Regions from separate parts of the Drosophila melanogaster genome. Here regions 1 and 3 are each linked to region 2. Evidence: chromatin contacts called from public Hi-C data. All regions are on one chromosome and are shown on one strand. The core of a region is the stretch at or near the end of the contact, and the rest is flanking DNA. Distances in the headings are between cores, read along the strand shown.

What was found. Hi-C and Micro-C count contacts between places; a contact is called where the count stands out from the background.
Region 1: a Hi-C map of the Kc167 cell line shows a contact between it and region 2, with 4 times the contacts expected there. A contact is called at or near these places in 2 of 107 Hi-C or Micro-C datasets (both in the Kc167 cell line).
Region 3: a Hi-C map of the Kc167 cell line shows a contact between it and region 2, with 3 times the contacts expected there. A contact is called at or near these places in 1 of 107 Hi-C or Micro-C datasets (the Kc167 cell line) and 1 of 7 datasets of targeted methods (the Kc167 cell line).

What each region holds. Positions count from the first base shown.
Region 1 is chr3R:23,307,698-23,311,848 of dm6, reverse strand. The region is part of intron 6 of pnt (pointed); the gene reads left to right. Among named protein-coding and RNA genes, the nearest start is that of bb8, 20 kb to the right of the region's middle.
Region 2 is chr3R:24,564,440-24,568,096 of dm6, reverse strand. All of the region lies in intron 2 of REPTOR (Repressed by TOR), which reads left to right. Among named protein-coding and RNA genes, the nearest start is that of lncRNA:CR46094, 7.5 kb to the left of the region's middle.
Region 3 is chr3R:23,208,888-23,212,585 of dm6, reverse strand. cnc (cap-n-collar) reads left to right here. Exons shown (of 10, transcript NM_001260333.2): 3 at 2,703-2,978; 4 at 3,166-3,244. Among named protein-coding and RNA genes, the nearest start is that of fzo, 6.7 kb to the right of the region's middle.

The DNA of each region.
Region 1 (4,151 bases), core at 534-3,033, 1.3 Mb after region 2:
TATATAACTTCCGTTTCCGATTTTTGAGTGGTACATCCTGAAAATGTGTTCTTATCAATCTTATAATCACATCAAATGCGTAAAAATCAAGAACTTCAAGGGAGACTTCAGCAATTCTAAAGACGTTCCTTATCAAGCCATTCACAATGTCGTCAATGCAGTTAATTACCCCATTGAGGAATCAATTCAAGTTATTAAAATTCCGTAATAACAACAAAAACATCTTATCATAAGCTGAGACTTAGTATTTCATTGAAATTTCCTAGAACTGGAAAACCATAAACTTTACAGATGCATGACCTATAAAGATATGATGGGGGGCTTGGTTTTGCAAACTAAAAATAGCCTCAAATTGATAAGAAAATTGCTTAGATTGCACTAGGCAAAACTATTCGTAGCAGATTTCATTCACTTTTTGTCTTGGCTAAAGACTTAATGAATGGGCAAAATCATTCAGCATTCCTCAACGTAATCCTCCGTAAAATTACACACAATCGCTAGTGATATTGAAATTACAACGATCGATGGGAGATGGATATTGGAGCTCATTAAGCTATCACTTTTATTTATTGCACATCCTCCGCACCGATTTGGCCAAATGATGAACAGTTGTTTGGCATGTGTTTAGTGCATCCGGCAAAAGACTCTAAATCACGAGCAGATCCATAACTAAATTCAAATTGAGAGCCAATTTAAACAATTCATTTGCACAGATACAATGTTTTTATTATGTCGTTGGCTTCGTTTGCGATGATATTTGTGTAGTGTGGCGAATGCAGGCCATGTCTTGAGTTTATGTGAGTTATATTTTTGTGATTTTAATTTATTTATGTGAATTTGAAACGGAAATTAAATTTTAAAACAAATAGCGAGCTGTCGGACGGTGTGAGCTTGGCGCCAGCGTAGGCAGCATATCTAAATATCTATTTAAATTGTTTACATATTCGATGGCATGAGGGGGTGTTGGTGGAGTCGCGGGGCGGTGTCGACGCCAGGGCACAGCTTGAGATTGAGATACATTTATTTAATGCGTCGCCGTACAAATTGGAACACAGCAGCAACATCATCACCATCAGCATCGTCATCAGGCTGCATTGTGCCCGTTTTTGTTTCTCCAACCGAGTTGCAGTGTCAAGATGATGTAGTATGCGATACAAATTTCCTCTTATTATTAATCAACTGACCCCCAGCATGGACACATGGTCGTCTGCACTTTGTCGATGGCTCCAAGCCAAGGCAGGCCCACTCCTGTCATTATAATAAATTAATTGAATTTATGGTCTTTGACACATTATGACCATAAATGTTAAAACATTTACAATACAAATTTACATATCCCAGTCGCAGACGTGTGCGCGGCTAATGAAACAATCAATTCATTGGCTAAGTCAAACAAAACCAAAAAAAAAAAAGAAGCGGCGACTGAATATTTTGTGGGACTTTTAAATACTCTTTCTTTTGGTTGCCTCAAAGAGTACCAGAGTACTTAATAATAAATGTATGATCCAGTTGAAAGATTTTATTCTTTATCATTATATTTTGAAGAACTTAAACCGCTCAATTTCTAGTAAAATCCCTAAGATATTCCCTAGTTCTTAACTCAATTTAAAAGTCATCATCAATGTCATAGTCTGATTGGACACATGTAAGTCCATCACGATCGTTTCAGTGGCTAAGTTCTGGACATCAAATTGATTCAATCATTTGCGTGGTTGTTGTGGAATCAGCCCCTGTTGTCAGCATTGTTATTATTTCAATCTTGCGGATAAGCCACCGTCGTCTGGGTACCGGACCCCATCCACCAAACTCGGATAGTCATTGTCCCTGCTTGGCCCGCATCTACGGAAATTATGCGACTCGTATCGGAACGGATCGGATCGTTTGTGTGCATTGGCGTCCAGTGGTTTGTAGGTTGGTTTTCTTAATTCGTTTCGATTGTCTTTTTGTCAGTCATTAATTTGCTGCATTTGCATATTATTGATGTTTTTTTGCCCTCACCGATCATTTGCATACAAGTAGTGTGGCTACTCTCTCTCTCTCTCTCTTGCGACGAGGGCTGTGTGAAAAATTGATTGACCCCAGCTGGCGAGGATTACTTAAAGAGATTCCAAGTCTCTGGGATCCTAAGTGCGTGACTTGTTGACACTTTTAACCTGGCTCCTGGCACTTAACTCCTAGGCTCCCTGTGATAGGTAATTATGCAGATGAGTGCCCTGCGTTTATGGATGGCATCCAGGTGTGCCTACTTGGCTCTAAAAAACAAACAAACAAACAGATATCCAAAGCCTTCACAACTGAACCTTAAAAGTCAGTAATTAAAACTAAAAAACAAATTATGATTAATAACACACATTAAGAATCGAGTTCATGCCTTTGGCAAACGAGTTTCCAAATCTTCAAATAATAAAAACAGTGTCATGAACACGCTTCACTTTTGCTATGGCCAACGAACTGAGTCTTTTCTCATTTTTACTGTGTATTCTTCATTTAATTTGACCCTCCCACTGGTGCAACACCTACAAGCGAAATCAACGAAGCGCAAAAAGGCTGAAAATGTTTCAAAGTTTCATCATCATCATCATCATCATCGCTTGAAGATTCAGGAGTGAGGGGAGTTGAATGATTTACGGTGTTGCACTTTAACACAGCCGGGAATTTATTCATACATAAGTCGGCTTGGCATTCGGTATTTGAACACCATCTAAATATTCATCCATTCATATGGAAAGTGTGTGTTTCGTTTTATTTTAATGAATAATGATGCCCCATACCAATTATTTTCATACGCATTCGATCAATTTGCAGTATCTAACGCTTAGTCAGCGGTTTAAAAATCTTTGCACACATCGCAGATACAATGGTGCACAGATACATATGTGAGCTGACTGGCTGGCTGGCTGATTGTTCGACGGACTATAGACCCCATCATGACCAGGGTCTTTCGATGTTTTGGTTGAGAGCGTATCTAGGCTAGTGTATCTTAGATATTTGCACGCAAAATTGCCGCTGCCTTTTTTGGTTGTTTTTTTTTTTGAGTGTCTCCTTTATTCATTGTTCTGTGCCTTCTCCTCTAAAACAATCTGTTCAAATTTGATTTATTTTTTTTTGGTTTTACACTCGTATGATGTCATTAGATGAACCCTTAATGAAACCCAAGTCGAAGTGGAGAGAAATCAAGTTTATTTACCTCTGGGAGCTATGCGGTGAAAATCCATTTTTAGTCTCTCGTCCATTGTTCCACTAAATTTAGATTTGCGAAAATCACCGAGCTATATGGCTATATGTCTGTTCCTATTCTATGATTTGCCATTCATGAAGTTTTAGTATTCGTATTTGCTTTTATTCCCCGGTTTTTTTTTTTTGTTTTTTGTTTTCTGTGTGTTTTTATTTCTACATAATAAAATGCCTGATGCGTGAAATGTTTGTCCAAGCTTGAAGAGTTGCCATTGTTGCCTCTTGCCGGCTGTTGATTCATCATCGTCATCATCATCATCATCATTATGATCATCGTCGCAATATAGCTCCATATAACCTCAGCCCAGGCAACCGACCGATCAACCGACCATAGAACTGTTTCTGTTTTGAACCTCTTTGGATACCCCGATCTCCGCCAGGCCATCGTTGCCATCGTCGGTTGCTTCACAGAATGACACATTTAATGCACATTTGACTTGTAGATCCATTCGTCTGAACAAAGCACCTCCATGCGTCGTCCACCGATCACAAGTCACATGTCTTTGGTGTTCTCGCATGTGACAGTTCGTAAATTCTCCATCTCACTAGCCCTTCGTGAGGTTTAGTTACACTTTGTTGGTTTTGAAAATGACAATGGAATGACAATCTTTCAGTTCTCGCCAAGACAGACATGTGGCAGACAGTTATCGTGAGTGGTGTTTTCACTTTCATTTGGAAATTAATTGGAAAATATTAATAGAGAATTTAAATATCAAATAATAAAGATAAACTGAATATATTTCTAAGCCGACTTTCTTTCCACTTTTATCATAAATTTTCATATTCAAAAATAGTATAGTCATGATTAATTTTTTAATACGAAAATGTAGCAATTTTTAACCAGTAATTTCTTGCCTAAAAATTAAAAAAAAAAAAAAAAGATAAGCCAACAAAAAGAAGCAATTTTCGATGTTTCT
Region 2 (3,657 bases), core at 1,022-3,521:
AAGTTGTAGCTTAGACACGTTGTGGCAAGTGTAACTTTGTAAAAGTTTCCATTGGTTTGCAAAGTTCATGAGGGTTCAAAATATTTTGAACCTTTCTATGCGATTCTCAAAGTCTTGCTTAAGCTATGGAAATTTAGTTTCATATGCAAATCGAAACGATTCTTATATACTAACCTAGATCTCTCACCTCCAACGGCTACGTTTATTTGCACTTTCCTGAGTTCGCTGATCGGTGTCTTGTCCCGCTCTTTCTCTTCCAATCAATACAACAATTTACAATTTGCGTCAGCTGTTTGTATAAGAAGTATTAATGTATAAAACAAAAAGCAAAACAAAAATCGAACGCGACAGAGCGTGTTATATCATCAATTGCCAGACATTCGCTATGCTATGCTAAACATTCCGGCATATGAATACTAAATAAACGATAGAATCGAATGCCCGACACCTAGCATGCACACAATTGGGTACACTGAAAAAATCGGGATATTTCTAGTGCAGACAGTGAAAAATCAATTATCTGTTGGCGTACATACTATTAATTCAGTTGCATCTTTAGGTTGGTCTTACTTATAGCATTTTGATACATTTTTCTGATGACTAATACAATTTTTTTTCGGTGTACCTATTTATTTTTATGTGCTTCCTCCTAAACGGGGGCACTAAAAATAAATCGGAGGAACTTGCACTTGGCTCTGCGGCTACCTCAACATAAATTTGTTTATCATTGTGTGGGTGGCTTTGAGTGGTTGTGTGTAATGGATGCATGCAAAAATTGCGTGTTCCTAAAATTAGAGCAAAGTGTGAGCAACAACACAAAGACAAAGGTAAAAGTGACTTGCACAAATTGCTAAACAAAGAAATGGCTATCGTAGTATGCAAGACATACAGAAAAGGGATTTCATTGTTACAATAAAGTCACTAAAAGTAAGATTTATTCGAGGATACAATCAGTTCACAGAAGCCACAACTAGTCAATATTTGTGCTATATTAACTATAGTGGGTAAAGAAACCCATTTTACAGGGCTATTAAAAACCCCCCATGACTAAGCCACTGGGTAAAGACTTTTGCCAGAAAGAAGGGGAATATCAAAGCAAAAGAGACAGACGGTGAGTGGGGAAAACTGCATGCAGTGGAAACATGTGACGCTCGATGACGAATGTTGACAATAACAAACCAGAGAGCGATGAAAAGGGCAAAAGGAAAAGTTATAGAGCACCTATAGCACCCTAAACACCGCAAACCCCCCGCATCATGGCATTGATCACTGCCACTGACCCATTGATAATGCGGAACGGAAGTGCTCCCGATCAGCGATTCTCTGCCTTGCTCTCTTCAGCCTTTGTTTTCACTTTAACTTTTGGTTAGTTGTTTTTGTTTTGAGCTAGTCTGCGTTGCAATCTGAACTTATCATCACTATCACCGACTATGAAATACAAATTTATAATGCAGGCTCGTCTGTTTCGAATTAATCAGCAAATTTAATCAATTTTAATTTAATACGAAATTCAGAGTGAGACAAGCAAGTTCACAATTCAAAACATTGGTTTTAATATTGTAATATAGTCTATTTTGAAAAATTCAAATGTTTAGAAAATTGCATCAATTAATATGGTAATAAATTTAATCTTTAAATTTGTGATTAGATCGATATCAAAGAAAAAGCAGATCATAAGAATTTTGGATAGCAAAACATTTTATTACTCATTCGTAAGTTGACAAGTTTGAGCAAACGTGGCGTATGAGTAATTTTGGCCAGAAATTAAGTTATTCCTTGATTTCGTAGGAATTTTCATTTCTTCATCAGTCGTTCTTGGACTTCGGTTCCCCAATCTTGCAAATATACCCTCAGAACGCTCCACAACACTTTGAGATACATGTGTAAATAAATATAAATGTATGTATGTACATATAGCGCAATCAACAAGCACATGAAATCCCACACTCACGCAAGCGTACACAAATCTAGTATAAATTCTGGCGAAATGTAAAAGCTTCCATTTTGTTATTGTAAGCTAGAGGCGGCAACAAAAACGACAACACACAAAACTCGTCAGTCAGGCGCAAAGCTACAAAAAGCTTCATATTATATATTATCTACAGAGCACAAGCACTACACAAGCCTATATAAATAACTAGAGTCTACGAAGATGGCGACAAAAGCAAATAGACGGAAAACATATGTTGCTCAGATCCAGAGTAGGGGAGAGAGCGAGAGAGCAGGAGAGCGCCCACGCTCTCGCAAAAGCTTATTATTATTTACAAGCGTCGCGTTTTGTTTACAACTCTGCAGATTGCTTTCCTGTATCTGTATGTGTAAGTGAGGCGAGTGGAAAACAAAGGCAACTCTGCGATAAATTATACATTCAAAACAAAATATAAAAAATAAACAGTTTTGACCTTGGGTTTGCTTAAAATTCGTGCTCACTCTTTGGCTCTCTCTTGCTCTCTCTGTCACTTAATTTGTTGATAGCAAGCCACGCTAACAGTATATTTTCTGGAAAGTTAGCTGCTTTCCTCAATAATTGTTAATATTAGTGCATTATTTCATGTTGTGTTGAAATAAACTGGTTCGTCCGATCCAGACATGTGTTCATAATATCGCTTAATTTTAATTTATTTGCGGTTACTTTTTATTTTCATTTCCCTTTCGTTATTCTGAATTAGTCACATAACGTGCACATTGGTCACGCCTCAAACTGGAGATGTGTACTTTACCCCCAGAACTGGTATTACCTTCCAAATGCTCTTCACGTGCATCCCACTCGGTTTTAATTAGTTTACATTGCCAGTGGAGAAGATACAGTAGATGTTCCCTAAATAAGCCATCGCTAGGTTCTAATATAGTGGTATATTACCCTTACAGGGGTTTGAGGACCCTAAGAACTTGAAACTTAAAGATACAAATAGTCAGGATATTGTACTTACATATGTATGTATATAGTATATACACTCGGTTTTCTGTCCACAATATCATATGCTTTGGATCAGATGTTCGTCCATTTGCCCCTTTTTTCGCTGGCGTTGCTATCTCCACCAAACATTTCACGTTCATTAACTCGACGTATCGGTGTGTGTGGGGAATTTTTTAATGGTATTATTCATTATATATAAATGTGTGTTTATCTTTTATTGTGCGCTTCTCCAATGTTTGCTTGTCTTCTTCACTTTTTCGTACAATTCCACTTGGGGCCTTTTTTTGTTTCTGCTTTTTTTCGGCAGTCAATGTGTAATAAATTCTTTTTTATTCGCCCCTTTGCGTCTATTTCCATGTTTGATACTCGGTTTGGCGTGTATATATATGAATATATACATATATATAATATATAAGCGCCCCATTCGGGTTTTTGGTTCCTATGTTTTGGTGTTTGGTCGGTTCTCTCCGCATTTTTTTTTTTATTGTTTGGCCTTCAACGCGTTCAGCTACCTTTGACGAATATTAAACAATTTCAAGAGGAAATAGCAATAATGTAAAGCAGCCAGAGATACAAGCATATCACTTAGCAAAAGTAGCATTTGGTCTGGGCTTGCCTTGTATATCGAGAGGCTCCCCCGAAACAGTTCCCACCCCCTTTTTGCCAAACCATGCGAACACATCGTGTGACCTTCACGTCTTCGAACGGGGTATTACAAAGTTCAAATCGAAACTGCCGCA
Region 3 (3,698 bases), core at 551-3,050, 1.4 Mb after region 2:
TTCGACCCTAACCGATAAGAACTGTAACTGGCTACACTGTAAGAAGTCGGATATATGGAATTTCTTTTTTTGTTTACCTTTTGCCCTGGTAAAGAAAAGGAAACTCAAATCAGCTTTGTTTTAAAGTTGAAAACACTATTCAACTTTGCTTTAAAGTTTAATTAAAAACGAAGTTTCCAATCAACAGCTATAAATAGCTATGTATATATATATATATATATTGTATGTGTGTGTTTTAAACAACCCTCCGAAATGAAGAAAAAAAAAATGTAATAATGAAATGCCAGCAGGGGAGGATTCGGCTTTTTGGATTTTTGTTGGGATCCCGAGACCTTCTTCTTTGCTCCGCTCAATTTAATTGCTCATTTCTACCGAACATGCGCAACGTACAGCAGCACACTTTCAACTACAGTGAAACGTCTAGAGGCTGAACTAGAGAAATTGTTAATATATGTAAAACTTTGAAACTTTAAATCATTTTAAAATTAACCTATTTCAATTGAAAATATACACTTTTAAATCGTGCATGGTTGCCTTTAACTTTATTTTACCTTTCTTTCTATTCGGTAGGCTTTGTATATTTGATATTTTCTGAATCGGATGATTTGATTTGTAGTTGCTTTACTGTATTTACACACACGCACTTGGTCCCTGGGGAATTGGCTCTGCTGCCGCTCCGCCAGCTGCTCAGTCGTCGTCGCTGTCGGCGTTGGCGCGGCAGCAATTGATTGGGCTCAACATAGTGGCCCTTAATTTTTCCGACGGTTCTCAGGGGTTAAGGAGAGCAAGGGAGATGGCAGCAGAGCGGAGACCAATGATGCCGCCGCCATATTCTGCTGACTAATCCAGGAGATAGGCGTGGCCACAATGATTGATTACTTTTTGTTGCCACTGTGGAAAAGTCCAAGAAAGCCTCACGAAGGGCCGACGAGCATGAAATGGGAAAAAGAAAAAAATGTACGCTACGGGAAAATGTCACACGAAAACAAAAACCTCAAAAATAAAAAAGTAGAGGCCAAAAGATTTCAATTAAAACATCAGAAAGTTGTATGCTCGAATTGCAATTGTACTGCTAATGTCGACCATTATCCTGTGATTATCCCTCCAGTCCAATGGATATTATGCCTCACCATAGAACACTTTGACTTTTACCTGTTTTGTTTGAAACGAAAAACGGTTTTGCCCGGGCTTAAGTGTGGGCGACAACGCCCCCGTTCCCTGGCCAAGTCCGCCCGACTTGACTTGGCCAGAACAAAAAAGAAAAGGATTAAAGTGGTTTCGGCCAGCAGCGTTAATAATGCATCATTAACGCTATAATTTGAGCTCGAATTCCACCGCATGAATTGGCAGAATTCGACCAAACATCTTTATTGGCAAACCGACAAGCGATCTGCAAATATTTCGTTTCCGATTCTCTTTTGAAAAGTTTTCGCCAAGTGTATGATCCGCTCTTAGGTGGTAAATTTATAGCCACAGAATATTGTTTACAGTGTGGCGAAGCTGGCGGCGGTTGATAAGAGATCCGGTCTGGCGTTCGTTAGCTACGGCGTAAACAAGTCTCGGGCCACAAAGCACGCCGTAAGAGAGTGCTCCGGCCCCCCTTCCAAGTTCCGCATACGCCCCCCCTGCAATCGGCCTAATATATACTATATAACCCAGCGTTGTGCCCACGGACTTGGCTCTCTGTGGCGTTTCATTGATAAGATTCGCCACTATCGATCAACGCTGTTCACACAGAGCGAGCACTCTTCGAGAGGTTTCCGCGGGTTAAGGGAGCGCTTGATGTTCTATGAGTTATGGCACGGAGGCGATAAGAATTGTGAAATAAGAGAATCTATATGTAGGGGGGCACTTATTACTGGCCAGCCAATAATAGTACGTACGTACACCTCGGCTTATGTTTAGTAGCCAAATTTACAGCACTATCAGTCAGTCAGGTATAATCTTTTAAGTGGCATTATGTCTTACCAATTGGCCAAGGGTGGTATCTTAAGAGAGCTCGGTAAGAATTGGATTATAACTCTTAGAAAACTAGCTACCCTTCTACGACAGTCCTTCAACTTTCAGATCCAAAGTTGCTAACAGCACGATGACTTTACAATAGACTAATTACTACTATATAAGCACTTTAATCAAACGAACTTTAAACATTTATTAATATAATTTAAAAATGAAAGCCTATATTTAAGTCCGTGTGATATATTAAATTCATAGAGTATCCAACATTCTTGGCTATCCATAAAGCTCTTACGTAGTTTTATCTATTCAGAAACGTTTTTATCAGCTGGCGCGAAATGTAAATCGACATTATCATATTAAGAAAAGCGGCACGAAGTGAGGAAGAGCAAAGAAGAGCGGGCGAGGTGCCCATTATGGACTATGACTCGTCCGGCTCTTGGAGCCTTCAGTCTCTCTTTGGAAACTAGCAAATGCGGATGACGTCGTGATCGAGATCGTGAATGATATAAACAAAACAACAGATACAACAAGACTGAAAGTGCAACTGATATAATCCAGTATAGTGCAGATCTATTGATGAATCGAATTGTAATCCTTGCAAAGGAGTTGTGAATATGAAAGTGTTCATCCATAGGAACATAATGGTCAGGCATTTGTGCTAGCAATTGATAAAATTATATATTATATTATCTATGGAGATATCAATGTGCTACCTTATTGACTGGAATGTCTTTCCCTTGCAGGAGAGTGAGATCGCTGAGGTGCTCTACAAGCAGGATGTGGATTTGGGCTTCAGTTTGGACCAGGAGGCGATCATCAATGCCTCCTATGCCAGCGGCAATAGTGCGGCTACCAATGTCAAGTCGAAGCCGGAGGATGAGACCAAGTCCTCGGATCCATCGATTTCGGAATCCAGCGGCTTCAAGGACACCGATGTGAATGCCGAGAACGAGGCCAGTGCCGCCTCTGTCGACGATATTGAGAAGTTGAAAGCTCTGGAGGAGCTTCAACAAGATAAGGTAAAGTAAAGCAAAGTTTCGACCACGATTTACATACGGAATTTCACAATATTTACAAAGAGATAAAGCTAAAGTCGAATCGGTGATGGTTATCTAACAGCCATCAAATGTTGTTGGTCTAGCTCTATACCCTATACCCATATCCAGTTTCATTTCAAACTAATGGTGTTTTTCTTCCTCCCAACAGGACAAGAACAATGAGAATCAACTGGAGGACATTACCAATGAATGGAACGGAATACCCTTTACCATCGATAACGAAACTGGTGAGTAGCCGCTTCAATAAACTAGTACATCTACGATCTTGTGTTCTGGTTACATTTGGTCCGTCCGTATCTTATCTAGGATAATATAATTTCACTTTCAAAAATAACGAGAGATAAGCTCTACAGAAGCAGGAGATCTTTTTGGGGGACAAGAAGTTGTTATAGATATGTATTAAATGGCACGTTTCGTTGCTAGATAAAATTAAATTGGTCGATTAAGTTGGCGTACTTTAAATGTCTGGTGGCCTGTTTATTTAACTTATCCATCTGATTGTAATTGATTGAAAGGAATTGCTAATTAGCCGTAATTTAACATAATTTAATTTTGTTATATTTTGTAATAATACTAAAACCTATCAAAGTTATTTGCTGATAACAAAAGGAAATAACGAAATAAGTCAAAAGAAAATGGCCTGCCAAAAAGATGGCGGCTGCTCTAATATAAACGAAAATT